Linked DNA regions of Mus musculus: region 1 is linked to region 2. The links are chromatin contacts, called in public HiCAR-type maps. All regions are on one chromosome and are shown on one strand. The core of a region is the stretch at or near the end of the contact, and the rest is flanking DNA. Distances in the headings are between cores, read along the strand shown.

What was found. HiCAR-type assays count read pairs that join an accessible place to other places.
Region 1: a HiCAR-type map of embryonic stem cells shows a contact between it and region 2, with 5 times the contacts expected there. The contact joins two enhancer-like sites. A contact is called at or near these places in 1 of 115 datasets of contacts at active chromatin or transcription factors (embryonic stem cells) and 1 of 9 other capture datasets (adipose tissue).

What each region holds. Positions count from the first base shown.
Region 1 is chr2:168,759,734-168,767,229 of GRCm38.p6, forward strand. Sall4 (spalt like transcription factor 4) reads right to left here and starts at 7,468. Exons shown (of 4, transcript NM_175303.4): 1 at 7,179-7,468. The coding sequence starts at 7,296. It overlaps Gm14261 (predicted gene 14261), which reads left to right and starts at 6,410. Exons shown (of 2, transcript NR_166178.1): 1 at 6,410-6,511; 2 at 7,049-7,496. Within about 2 kb of position 1,573, at least 29 of the 459 cell types and tissues checked have an H3K27ac peak or open chromatin away from gene starts, as enhancers often do. A contact at or near this core is called in embryonic stem cells, where this site is marked.
Region 2 is chr2:168,306,022-168,313,274 of GRCm38.p6, forward strand. No RefSeq gene overlaps it. Among named protein-coding and RNA genes, the nearest start is that of Gm33262, 11 kb to the right of the region's middle. Within about 2 kb of position 5,235, at least 18 of the 459 cell types and tissues checked have an H3K27ac peak or open chromatin away from gene starts, as enhancers often do. A contact at or near this core is called in embryonic stem cells, where this site is marked.

The sequences.
Region 1 (7,496 bases), core at 323-2,822, 450 kb after region 2:
AGTCTTGTGATTGTACACTCCTGGAATAATAGCACCCAGCCAGGCAGAGGATAAGAAGTTCCAGACCATCCTTGGTGACATATGAGGTGTCCTCAGATACAGGAGACCCACGATAAAAAATTTAAAATTAGGATGTAAGCCGACTACCTGTAATGACAGTCCTAGAGGTTCTTAACTTCTAGGCCAGCCTGGGCTACCTTGACATGGAGAGTCTGATCCTGTCCAAATACTGCAACGTTCAGGACCCTCCCGAACACAGCAGGCATGGGTCAGGTACCACGGCTCCTCACTTGCTGTCCTTCCAGAGGACCGGGGTTCGATTCCTAGCACCTACATGTTTGCTCTTAACTGAAACTCTAGTTCAAGGAGATTCCACATCTCAAACATTAACCAGGCATGAACATAACAAGAAAATATACAAATAAGACGGGCGAGGTGGCACGCACTTCCTTTAATCCCAGCATTCAGGAAGCAGAGGCAGGTGGATCTCTGAGTTCAAGGCCAGCCTGGTCTACAGAGAGTTCCAGGACAGCTGGGGCTATACTAAGAGAAACCCTTTATCTCTCTTTTTTTTTTTAAGATTTATTTACTTATTATATGTAAGTACACTGTAGCTGTCTTCAGACACAACAGAAGAAGGCATCAGATCTCGTTATGGATGGTTGTGAGCCACCATGTGGTTGCTGGGATTTGAACCCCAGACCTTTGGAAGAGCAGTCGGGTACTCTTACCCACTGAGCCATCTCACCAGCCCCTTTCTCTTTTAAAAATAAAACAAACAGGGCTGGCTCAGGGATCCCAGCAACCACATGGTGGCTCACAACCATCCGTAACAAGATCTGACTCCCTCTTCTGGAGTGTCTGAAGACAGCTACGGTGTACTTACATATAATAAATAAACGAATCTTTAAAAAAAATTGGGGTGGGTGGGTATGGGGGACTTTTGGTATAGCATTGGAAATGTAAATGAGCTAAATACCTAATAAAAAATGGAAAAAAAATTAGGCTGGGCGTGGTGGCACACGCCTGTAATCCCAGCACTCGGGAGGCAGAGGCAGGCGGATTTCTGAGTTCGAGGCCAGCCTGGTCTACAAAGTGAGCTCCAGGACGGCCAGAGCTACACAGAGAAACCCTGTCTCTAAAAACCAAAAAAAAAAAACCAACTCGTCTACCTCAGCAACTGGCTGCACACAATTCCCACATTAATTAACAATCACCAACAGCTCTTGATCTACCAAGTTTCCACGTAAATAAAACAAAACAGTAAACCACCCCAAAATAACTTTGTTTTCTCTAAAAGAACCACACAAGAGTCTTTACTGATGTCTGAACCAGGGTCCCGCAGGCCACGCTGGCCCGGATCTCACAAGGCAGCCTCAAGCTTGTTGAGCATATGCCTCAACCAGGATTGTAATATCCCAACAGCACTTCAGGCTTTGCCTCAATTCTTCGGAAAGAAAGGAATTTTTGAAAGGCAGGAAGCAGGCTGGGCAGGGTATGGGTGTGTCAGACATGAATGTCTATAGGGAAGTGGGATAGAAAGCGGGGTGGGTACTTTGGGAAGGTCCTTTTCTGTTTGATTGAGACAGGATTTCTGTGTAGCCCTGGCTACCCTGTATGTAAATCACCCGGTATACCAGGCTGGCCTCGAATCCAGAGACTAGCTTGCCTCTGTTTCCGGGACCCTCAAGATCCCTCTAAACCGGTACCAACTGGATCAGAAGTGCTTCCAGTGACGTCAGCCTCTCCATCCCTCCGCCCTTCCTTCTCGCCCACTCTGGAAACTACCAATGCCCAGTTTTACCTGATGCCTACCTAGTTAAGTCTGTCCACCTTCCTACCAGGGCATCCAGATGGCCTTGTACCGCTCATCTCCAGCTTCCAGCTCCCTAATGCTCCAAATAAATGCAAGCAACACCAGATCCAGTTTAAGTTTCCTGCAGGGCTGCAAATATTGCTTCATACACGCTGGGCCAGCACTCTACCAACTGGACCACATCCCTGTCTGTCTTTAAAAGGCCAGAACACAGCATGCCACAGACAGCCATAGCATGTCACAGACAGCCAGAATAACATAGAGAATCCCTACCTCAAAAAAGAAAAAAAAAAAAAACTAAATAAATAAAAGTCAAAGAGTTCTCCAACCACACCGTGCCACCCTAACCTGTCATTTTATTAACAGAATATTAACATTACTATAATATTCCCCTGATATTTTAAAGGAGGTGGAGAGCAGACAAAGTTGGAGACTCTAAGGGATCCTGTCTGGCACACCCTCTGGTTTGCCCCCCACCCCCACATGGGGTATAGAGCCCAAGCCCTCACACCAGCTAAGGGTGTAGCTCTCCCACTGAGCAGTATCTCCAACTCCCAAACTTTAATCTCCGGGATTTAGCATGCCCACATGCAATGCAAACACTATGTAAATAGTTTTCAGGCTGCATTGTTTAGGGGAGAAACAGCCAGAAACAATAGCCAGCCCAGGGCCCTCTTAGTCATTTCCCAGAGCTTGCAAAGGGAAAGACAAGAGGGCTGAATTTTTTCGTTTCTGATCATTGTTCATACATCACTGTACCTGCTTTCCCTGGTACCCTGCGTCCGCTCAGCACTCAGCTGAGAAGGGAGCTATGGCACAAAAAAGGTTAAGCATCTCTGCTCCCGAAGGATACACCAGCTCAGAGTGATTTACTACCGGGATGCCAACCGCCTTCACTGTATACACAAGCCCCGAAGCCTCTCCCCCTGCAGCCTGACCGCTGCACCAGGCATCCCACTTAAAACTGTAGCCGATGTTTGCTTAGGCAGTAAAAAACTACCTCGTCCATACCACCGTCGGCAAATAATGGGACGGAGTATTTGCCAAGGAGAAAGAGGACCCTGTTAGGAACAATTGCTGGCTATGCTTAAATTAACCTGAAGGGAAGGAAGGCAAAGTCCACAGGGATAACTCCAGCAAGCGTGGCTTCCATCCCCCACCCCGAATTTTAGGAATGTTATCTCTTCAGCATCTAGTTATCCAGTAAGTAGGAAGAATGCAGTAAAGCCAGCAGGGGTCTTTCGATTCAATCTCACCCAGATGAATAGAAAATGCGCTTACTATTGTATAGGAAGAAAGCTAATCAGCCAGGAGGCAGAAGACACTCAAAACAGCTAAAAACAGAAACAAAAAAAAAAAATTGAAATCTGTGTATCTTGATAAAAGCCTGGTGCCTTGGGCTTATCTGTTACTGGTCCTGTATTAAAGAAAGACAATGAACAGTTTACCTAAAGCACACAGTATCCTAGACCCTGCCCTACCTCCAGGATAAATCCTTACCAAAAAACAAAAGGGATTATATATTACAGATCCAGCTGTAGGAGCTTTATTTTTAAAACCAGTTTCAAACAGCAAGCCTTAAAATCTACATAGAGAGGTCAAATTTGACTTGAAATTAAGTTTCTACTTAATCAAGAATTGCAGAAATCAAAAAACAATCACGGATTAAACTTCAGGGGCCTGTGGAAAAGGTTTTGAAAGGGTAAGACGCTGGCCACAGCTAATGAATGAATGACCCCAGATAGATCAGCCCTCCCGTCCTCTGAATGCTCACTCACAGGGTGGCAGCACACGCAATCAATAATTCAAGTTTTTAAGGGTAGGAGGGTCAGAAGACGCTTTATATAAAATATGCCTTACATAAGAGTAAGGGATACTTGCCTCAACTGAACGAGCTTGCCAACCCCAAGAGAGATCAGAGGTCTCTCCCTGGGATGAAACAAGGCTGTCTAGAGCCTGCACCAACCAAGGCTTTAACCTGTGTGTGTTAGCTGTGTTTGTTAAAAAAGTAGAGATTAGAGTGATTACGGTAACCTCCCAAATTCATCTCCTATTTGGTTTGGCTTTTTTTTTTTTTTCTTTTTCAAAATCACGTAACCCCAAGAAAGAAACCCAAATGACGTTAGCTCTTGAGTTGCTTGCTGGGAAGTCTCATCACCCACAGTTTCTAAAAGGCAATTTGAAAAATCAAATGGGCACTGGATTTAGCGGCACATTCCTCCAATCTCAGCTTCAGAGGCAAAGACAAGAGCGTGACAAGGCTGGGACAGGTTAGAAAGCTGTCATGGTTACTACACAGACAGACTGGGGGGGGGGGTGTCACCAAACCAAAGCAGCTTCAAGCACCATGGCTAGGCTGTCCCTTACTAATGAGTACATCCCCCTTGCTCTAGAACCAACAACAAACACCCCATGGATTCAAGAAGGCTAAAGTCAAGTGGGAGGGGAACCACTGGGCGACCCTTGCCACCCGGGAGCCTTTATTCAAGGGAGCGAAATACCAAAACTACTTCAGGTTGTGAGAATTAACGGTGAGGTCCTTCGAGGTCCCAGGCTGGAGCCTGCCACATAGCAGGTTCCAGTGAAAACTGTCATTCCGTGGATGAAATTACCTCAACATGCAAGGAGTCTATAGAAAACTTTTTCACTGCCACTGTACACAAGGACCCAAAAAGCTGGGTGAATAAGTGGGGGTACACTAGTCCACCTAGGCAAGGTTACACCCAGAATGCAACGCCGAGCTTCCTCGTACTGAATCCTGCCAAAATTCTTTTCCCCAAATTCTCATTTGACATTTTACATCCAAAAGGAGGAGATTCAAAAATAACCATGCCTCAGCTCCCCCAAAACGGCTCCCGGTCCCCTACTTAAACTGAAATCCCCTTAATCCCCATCACCAATGACAAAGTATCGTTTACTGGCAGTGGAGAACCTCCGAGGGTTAGGGAGCACATTTTACATGCAATTAAATGAATAAAAAAGAAGCCCCCTCCCCCTTTTGGGGGAAGACTGAATTAGCTTGAAACCTTAACTAAGCCAGGCACAGGCAGGTCGATGAAGGATGGCGAGGAGCGCTAAATTACTAAAAACCTGGGAATCGTAATAGCTGAAGGTTGTAATCCAGTTTAGCACAAAGGGCATTTGGAACCCTTTTGAGAAAATGCTAATTTTCCTTTAAGTACTGTAAGCCCCTTCTCCTTGACCACCTGCGGATTTTTTGATCTGCTAATTATTGCCCGGATTTCATTTGCCTTGCTCAAAAAAAAAAAAAAAAAAACCTGCATTCTCCTACAGACCGACCAAGAGGGATCCAAAAGCTTCCAAAAGATTTATCTAAACTAAGGGTGATCCCAAAATGCAGGCATTAAAGAAATTTTAAAACAAAAACAAAAAACCTCTTCCCAAAACCACAATCGAGGTCCCCCTACAAACACATTTTAAGAACTCTTGGAGAAGATTCCCAAACACTGATGTTGATGCAGAAGATGGGGACCCCACAGAGATCACGCGTGTGCGGGTCTCCGGCCTAGCTAACCTCACTCACCAGGTGTGTGTCGCAGTCCGCACATGGCCGGTCTCCAGAGGGCGCCCGCACGCCAGAGGCCGGGCTCCGACCGCGAGTGATCCGCAGAAAACTCGCTTCCCAAGGCTGGGTGGCAGCGCGCGCCCAGCGGCCTCAGGGTGCAGCCAGGTTAACTACGACTCCAGCCAGCGGAGATTTCGGAAGCCCTTCTATAGCAAGCCACCTCTCCATGCCGCCCACCCCCAGAGTCCCCACCACCAGCTAAATAGGAGAAAAAAACAAAACAAAAAACACTAGTATGCGCTCACCCCAAATGGAGGGGGAAGGGAGGTCATCGCAGGACCAGGGGAGGGGTCAGGGCCGAGAGCTCGCCCCTCCTCTCCAGAGGAAGCAGGCGGGCTGAGGGTTAACCCTTTTGTTCCAGGTGGACCAAGCGACCCAGCCTCTCCATGATCTGCACCCCCACCCCTAGCTCCCCGGGCCAAGGCACAAAGAGTCCATCCCAGCTGCCCGGCCCTATGATGTGGGATGCTCCAACGCCCCAAAACTCACATCCGCCCCCTCGAACAAGCAATGACCTTCCAGTTGCCCTGGGGGGCAGGGGGGGGGGATACAATGAGGTAGAAGGTCACTGAACTTTGATAAACTCGTTAAGTTTGGGAAAAGTAGGATCCCACTCCGGGGAAAACAGGAGCGCCCAAGCAGAGCGCGCAGAGTCCGCACACCGCCCACCATCCGCGGAGAGCTGGAATCGAGCGGGAGGCCCAGGGGGACTCCCTCCTCCCAACGTTCCCGGTTTCTTCGGCGACAGCACGGCGGGCAGGGACGAGGGGCTCGCCCGCAGCTCCCGGCCGCGCTGAGGTCCTGAACTCCGTGGAGGCTCAGGCCGGGTCAGCCGCAACCCGACCTCTCCCCTTTCACCTCCCGGGCGTGTGCTGAGCAGTGCCGCCCGGGGGATCCGTGCAAAAAAATAAATAAAGGAGCGGGGGTGCGCCCCAGAGGGGGTGACCATGCACCCGCTGCCCGGGCCCCGGCCCGCACCCTCCCGCTGGCCGCGGTTATTTTTAGATAGTCGGAAATCAAAGATGGCTGGAGGTCAGGCCCCGAAAGGTTAGGGCGAGGACCGGCAGCAGGCGCCGTAGCCCCCGGGAAAGGCGGAAAGAAAAAAAAAGGTAAACAAAATATCTAAAATTACAAAAAAATAAAAGTTCCCTTCCTCCGAAAGGGAACTAAGCCCAACAGCCTCCCCCGCCCTCTGCGCTGTGCGGGTGGCCCGTACCCCGGCCTGGGGGTGGGGAGAGGTCGCGCCCCCTCCCCCCACTCGGCCTGGGAGGGGCGCGTGCAACAGATCGCCCTCCTCGGGGGGTCCCCCAGAGGTGCGCCCCTCCCCCAGGGGCCCCCAAGAGGGTAGTAGAGAGGGTGGGGAGACTTGGGGGTCTCTTTCTTTTAAAAGCGGCGCCACTAGAGAGGGGGTGAAGGAAGCCCAAGTTACCGGCGTAGGTGGGTGCTTATGTATCCAAAGGAGGGAAACCAATTATGGGACTGTGGACGAGGAGAGAGAAGTTGGAGGGAGAGGCAGAATGTGGAATCAACTTTACAATAAGAGGGAGAAAACTAGGGGGATTTGCAAAGGGGTGGGCGGGTTGAGGCTCCCTCCGAGGTGGGGGATTGAGGCTCCCTCCCTCCGCATCTCTCCTTTCCTGGAACAGAGTCCGGAATCCCCATTCCAGAATCGGCTCCCGGAACCCGCGCCCTCGAGGGACGCGCGGCAGTGCTAGGAGCGCCCTCCCGGGACGCACGGACAGTCGGGCGCACGGACGTGGCCGCAGCCGCACTCACCGGGTTCCTCCGCCGCCAGCGCCTCGGCGAGGTCGGGGCTCGGTAGCTGCTGAGGCTGCTCGCCCTGGCCCTCCTCCCAGTTGATGTGCTGGGGCTTCGCCTGCTTGCGCCTCGACATGGTGCGCGCATTGGGGCGCCGGGAAGAGCCCTGGTGACTTGCCCCCTCTCCGCCACCAATTCCTGGAGTTGGGAAATTTTAGCCCCCTTCGGCCGAAACGCGCATGTCCCAGTAATTATTATTATCAATAATGCATTGCGATTTATCATGAGCTCTGACAGCTGATTGGCCTGGGTCCAAGACCTCAGAGATCATTTAAA
Region 2 (7,253 bases), core at 3,985-6,484:
TCTGGTTTATTCTTCCTGTGCATCATGCTATAAGTAGCCATCACACACATACGTGCACTGACCCCCGCACATACATGGCTACACATGTACACATCCATAGATGCACACACTTATACATACATATGCACAGAGCACACATACACACACCATATTGTAATGCAGGCTATCCTCCTAGCCAGACTATTACCACCTTCAGGAATTTGGCTGGGGCTGCTTACAAAAGGTCCTCATGGCTGTGCCTATTGACTAGTGACCTTCCCTCAGGGAAGGAGTAGAGTGGCAGGGTCCTGATACCCTCATCTATGTACCCAGCCACCCTTCCAAAACTGCCATTTGCAATTATGCACTGATTGGGTGCTATGAAGGGCTAGATTATGAATGTATATGTATATGTATATGTATATGTATATGTATATGTGAAGAATTAGGGGATTCCCATCTACACAGTCCTGGGTAAGCCACCAACCCTCAGGGTACAGACCTTCCAGTGTGGTTGTTTTAAGCTGCCTGTAAGGGAGCCTGATAAACCCGCTGGTTCCTCATGGTGGAATCATACCTTATATTTTTGTTGGGGCCTTAGGATGTAGGGTAGATGCTGTTTCCATCTCCCTCAGGGGAGGAATTTTAGCAACACATACACACATGCACACAGACACATATATCTGCACACAGGGGCACATGCACACTCACGGACACCTGTGTAAGTGGCAGGCACACACTCACACGCACTACGCTTGCTTGCACTGTACTCCGCCCATGAGTCCTGGGCCTCCCTCTGATGACCCCATGCTCGTGGGTATGGGTGCTTAGGGGCCTCTGTGCTTTGTGTTCACTGAGGCTGCTACTGCAGCAAACATTCCTGCACACACACCCTTTCTGCTGCCCCTGGAACAGCCTGTGCTCCTAAAGGCAGGATTGTTGAGTCAGAGGGACTGCATGGGGCTGTGAGCTGTGCGTACAGCCTCCACTGGGCTGTGTTATTAGCTCTCTAGCAAGGTCAGGAGGGTCTGTTTCTCCTCAGCAGCAGTGGTGGGCAGCACACCCCCATGATGTCCATCTGATGGAAGGGTGTGTGTGTTATCTTGGCGTAGTATGTATGTATGTATGTATGTATGTATGTATGTATGTATGTATGTATTTTTTAAAGTCTTAATTAATTTTTAAGAGATAGGAACTCACTATGTAGCCCTGCCTGAACTGAAACTCACTGTGTAGGCAGGCTGGCTCCAATTCATATTACCAGGAAGCAAGCCTAGTCTATGTAGTGAGTTTCAAGGCCAGACAGGGTGAGACCCTGACCAAAAAAAAAAAAAAAAAAAAAAAAAAAAAAAAAAGGCGGGGGGGAAATAGGGGGAGGCTGTGATCAGATTGTAAAGTGAACTAAAAATAAATTTAAAAAATTGTAAGGGCTGGCGAGATGGCTCACTGGGTAAGAGCACTGACTGCTCCTCTGAAAGTCCTGAGTTCAAATCCCAGCAACCACATGGTGGCTCACTACCACCCATAATGAGATCTGACGCCCTCTTCTGGTGTGTCTGAAGACAGCTACAATGTACTTATTTATAATAATAAATAAATCTTTGGGCTAGAGCAGGCAGGGACTGACTGGAGCAAGCGGGGTTGACCAAAGTGAGCAGAGGTCCTAAAATTCAATTCCCAACAACCACATGAAGGCTCACAACCATCTGTACAGCTACAGTGTACTCACATACATAAAATAAATAAATCTTTAAAAAAATTTAAGGAGAAAAATCTAAGAAATTAAATAAGCATTATAAAAATACAAAAAAAGAAAAAAGAAACAAAGAGAAAGGAAGAAAAGATGGAGAACAATTGAAGCAGATTTGGCTAACTTGACCCCCAGAAATACACACAAATGTGTTCTCACACCTATTACACAAACACACACACATTATACACACAAACACATACACACATACTACACATACATTATATACACATACCACACACAGACAGACAGACACACACAGACACAAAAAGACACACACACAGACACACACACACACACACACACGCACACACACACAGACAGACACACACAGACACACACACACAGACACAGACACACACAGACACAGACACACACAGACACAGACACACACAGACACACACACACAGACACATACACACATAGACACACACAGACACACACAGACACAGACACACACATACACACACACACACACACACACACACACACACACACACACACGGCATGTTCTTTCCCTCTCCATCAAGAACTGGCTCCTGTTTCACTTGTCATAGTCAGTGCAAGCCTGGAACTTTTTTTTTTTGTTGTTTGTTTGTTTGTTTGTTTGAGACAGAGTTTCTCTGTGTAGCCCTGGCTGTCCTGGAACTCACTCTGTAGACCAGGCTGGCCTCGAACTCAGAAATCCGCCTGCCTCTGCCTCCCAAGTGCTGGGATTAAAGGCATGTGCCACCATGCCCGGCTTGGAACTTATAATTTAGGTGACTATCTCCTGTCCTGTGGGCAGAAATCAGACCCAACAACAGTGCCTGTGTGCGTGCGTGCATGCGTGCATGCGTGCATGCGTGCATGCGTGAGTGTGTGTGTGTGTGTGTGTGTATGCATGAGTGTGCACACATGCTCAGGTGTCAGGGATGGCACCCAGAACCTTGGTGGTTTTAGGCGAGCACTCTACATCTCTAGCCGTGTTTAGAAATCCTCACTGACTTGCCCAGGCTGGCTTTCAGCCTTTGTTTAATTCTCCTGCCTCAGCTTCCCAAGTAGCTGAGATGATAGCCCTGTCTTTCTGTAATCATGGACAAGGAGACTCTCCAGGCACTGTTGCAGAATAAACACAGCATCAGGATACAGAGCGGCGTGGGAAACTCTCCGTATCGATTAGTGTTTAGACTCCACGTAGGATGGAGTTCAGCCCTCGGTCTAAGACACAGACTCTTGAGGATTTTATCATTACTTTGCTTGCCTTCCCCTTCCACCCGAACTGCTGAAGTGAATTCCCCTTTCCTACCTGTGCCCTAGCTTCAGGTCTGTGCTTCAGTCTCCTAGCAACTGGGCTAATGATTGCAGTAAAATTTCCTCTTTTTGGTATTCTGGTATACCGTGCTATTTTTAAGCACCAAAATACTGTTTTTTTTTCCTTTAAAAAAATATCGTACTGTTATTTTAGCATCTTCCAGAGTCTGAGAGCTGAGTCATTTCCATCTTGAGGTACCCGGAGATTGCTTCAAATTGCGTACAAATTCAAACTGAACAAAAGATCACTTGTTTGGAAAACACCTTTCTCACCTTCATCGTCTTAAGGAGAAGGGAGGGGGTGTTGTGTGTGTTCACACAAAGCTTGTGCTTCACTCATGGGCCCAGTAAAAGGTCTCTGTGAGTGGCTCTGGCTGAGGCAGGGGTGGGGCGAAGGGGGGGAGATCAACAGAGGTATCTTGTCGAGAAATCAGTAGCAGAGTGACAGAATTCTAGCGCTGACTGATGTAGGCACTGGGAACCTACCTGGGGCTCTCTTTGAGAAAGTATTGAGGTTGTGGGTGTGTGGGGTGTGTGGGTAAAGGGGTGTGTCGGGGCATGGGTATGTGTTTGTTCTGGTTGTCTCTTTTAAGACAGGGTCTCTCGATGTTGACTATGTTATCCTCAGAGATCCACCAGCCTCTGCCTTCTCAGTGCTGAGATTAAGGACACACACCCCACACACCCCGGCAAAGGCAGTATTTGCTGTCCAGTGTGAACTGGGAGTCCGTTCTCTCCTACTGCATGGATCCTTGGGACTGAATTCAGGTTATCAGGCTTGGAGGCCAGCTTCTCTCTCTCTCTCTCTCTCTCTCTCTCTCTCTCTCTCTCTCTCTCTCTCTGATGAACTCTCTCAAATGGTCCACAGTTGCTGCTATGTTTTGTATGAGGCAGGGCCTTACTCTGTAGCTCTGGCTGTGGAGGAACTTGCTATGTAGATCAGGCTAGGCTAGAACTCACAGAGATCTGTCTGCTACTCCTCCCTGAGTGTTGGGACCAAAGATATGCCCCACCACACCTGGCCATGGCCCATCGTTTTTTGTTTTGTTTTGTTTTGTTTTAAGAGTTGAAAAAAATTGCACCAGAAGATACTTGGAACTCATCTATGGCATAATTAGTACAACTTTTAAAAATCAATTAACTTCTCTAAGTTGACATGCAAAAATCTGGGTTCTGTCACAGCTTTATATAAGAGTGTACGTGTATATTTATATACATGTTGTTTTTCTTTGCTCGCACTTGCCTCCCCATTAACGCACACTTTTCTCTGAGAACCAAGTATTATTTTGGGACTGGGGACGTGGCTCGGAATGTAAAGTGCTCATTGGGCTTACAGGATGCCCTGGCTTCCATCCGCAGCGCTGGATAAACTGATCCTGTGCACACCTGGGATCTCAGGGCCGAGGACATGCAGGCAGGAGAATCAGGAGCACCCCCAAAACACACACACACACAGCCCCACCTTACAGTGTCTCTTTAAAGAAAACTTCTTGCTACTTAAACAAACAAAACTCCAAGTCAAAGAACAGTTTAGGGTTATCCTTGCCTATATAGTGAATTCGAGGTCAGCCTGTGCTACAAAAAAACCCGTCACAAACAACTCCCTTTCCTCAGACCTTGAAATCCTTAGTCGTCAAGGCCCCTCAGGCATTGTTTATTTACCCCATCTCCACGAAAAACTATTAATCAGCCGGTCGTGGTGGCGCACGCCTTTAATCCCAGCACTTGGGAGGCAGAGGCAGGCGGATTTCTGAGTTTGAGGCCAGCCTGGTCTACAGAGCGAGTTCCAGGACAGCCAGGACTACACAGAGAAACCCTGTCTCAAAAAAAAAATCTATTAAAAGTTTTTTTATTAGATATTTTATTTATTACATTATTTATTTACACCATTTATTTACATCATTTACATTTCAAATGTTCCTCCTCCCCACCTCCCCTGTTCACCAACCCACCCACTCAAGCTTCCCTGTCCTGGAATTCCCTACATCGGGGCATCGAGACTTCTGTCCTGGAACTCACTCTGTAGGCCAGGCTGGCCTCGAACTCAGAAGTCCACCTGCCTCTAAACTCCCCAGTGCTAGGATTAAAGACGTGCGCCACCACTGCCCGGCTGGTTTTTTCTTATTTAAGAATTTAAATCTGTCCTAGGCCAATGTGCGCCTCCGTACCCCTGACTCCACCCACCTCTTGCCTGTCTTCTCACGAGACTTTCGAAATCACGTGGTTTCTGGCCGGAAGTTGAGCCAGAGCAGAACTGTCTATCTATTCCCGGAAAGGATCCAGAGGAAAAAAAGGTCACAAGGTTTCAGGTACAGTGACTCTGAGACCCCGCCGGAGAACAAAGCTGGTCTGGAAGGGTTCGCACCATGGCGTGACGTAGGGTTTACGTTGAATTGTGGTAATCAGTCCTACCTGATGGGGCTGAATGTTTTATAACTGCTGGAGACTTGGTTGTGTTTCAGTTGATTGGATATTATTATCCATTTCATATGAGCTAGTTGGTTTGTTCGTAATAAAATGTAGAAACTTGCCGGGCGTGGTGGCGCTTGCCTTTAATCCCAGCATTCGGGAGGCAGAGGCAGGTGGATTTCTGAGTTCGAGGCCAGCTTGGTCTACAGGGTGAGTTCCCGGACAGCCAGGGCTACACAGAGAAACCCTGTCTCGAAAAACCAAAAAAAAAAAAAAAAAAAAAAAAAAAAAAAAATCTTTCAAGAAGGATTTATTTAGTTTTGTGTTTGTTCCTTGTTTCTTTTTCTCTTCCTTTCCCTTTCTTTCTTTCTTTCTTTCTTTCTTTCTTTCTCTTTCTTTTCTCCTTCTCTTTCTCTTCTTCTCCTCCTCCTTCTTCTTCCTCCTCCTTCTCTTCCTCCTCCTTTTTTAAAGACGGGGTTTCTCTATGTAGCCCTGGTTGTCCCAGAACTTGCTGTGTAGAGCGGGCTGGCCTCGAACTCATGGAGATCTGCTTGCCTCTGTCTCCTAAGTGCTGGGATTAAACATGTGCTCCACCATCACCCAGCTTAAATTTGTTCTTCTATATATATATATACATATATATATATATACATATATATATGTATATGTATATGTATATACATATATATATATACACACACACACATATACATATATATACACACACATATATACATATATATATATACACACAAATATATCTTAATTCATAGTAAACATATTTTATTTATTACTTACAGTTTTTATATTCATTGTGCTACTTAATATCTCGTAATGTTTATAAATTTATGCATTCAAAATATATTGCATGCGGTCACCAAGAGGGCTCAGTGGATAAGCATTCTTGCAGGTTGCCCTCCGACCCCCACAGCAGTGCGGTAGCATGCATATAACCACACACAAAAGAATTAAATAAGTGTAGTTTAAAATACTTTCTTGCACAATTACTGTTGGTGATTTGAACACGGTTTTGTTAAATCGGGATACTTTCTGGTCATGGTGGAATTAAATACCAAAATGCTGACAGGGTCGTTTTCCATTTGTAGCACTTTGGATGGTTTCTTTCCCTTTGTCAGTGTGAAGCTCTTAATAGAAGATTCTAATCTGTGTTCTCCAATCCCTGAAGACGTTTGGAGGGCAAAGCTCTCAGGTTGTTGTCCTCAGAGGCAGCTGGTGTGGGGGTGGAGTCAGAGCATCCTGGTGGTGAGTCTCTGGGCTTCAGGGTGGAGCCTGCACATGGCTGCTGCTGGCTGCCTCAGGGGGCTGTGGAAGGATAGAAAGATGGGGAAGGGAAGGGGACTTGGAAGGGGAAAGGCGCTCACCCTGGGAACCTCACCCTCGGATGTAGCTTGCATTTTCTTCTGGCCCAGAATGAAGAAATTTCTACAAGGCTGAGAAAGTCAAAACCCTCTTGGAGAGACGCTGTGAGCTTTCTTAAGACGGTTTTCATGAGCCTAGCTGTGTTTGCTTAGAGCTAGAGTATTGACAACCATCCCTGTTCCTGAACCACAAACTTCCTACAAGAAGTTCCTTAAAATAAGAAAAGCACAGGCTGAATGTAGCTCGGTTGGTAGAGTGTTTGCCTAACATGCACAAAACCCTGGGTGGCGTCCCTGGCAGCTGATAAACGGGGGTGGGGGTGGGTGGGTGGGGTGTGGACACCCATAATTCCAGCACTTGGGAAGCCGAGGTGGCCTTAAGGTCATCTTGAGCTATGTCAGGACTTCAAGGTCAGCCTGGGCTACACAAGTCCTTGTCTTCA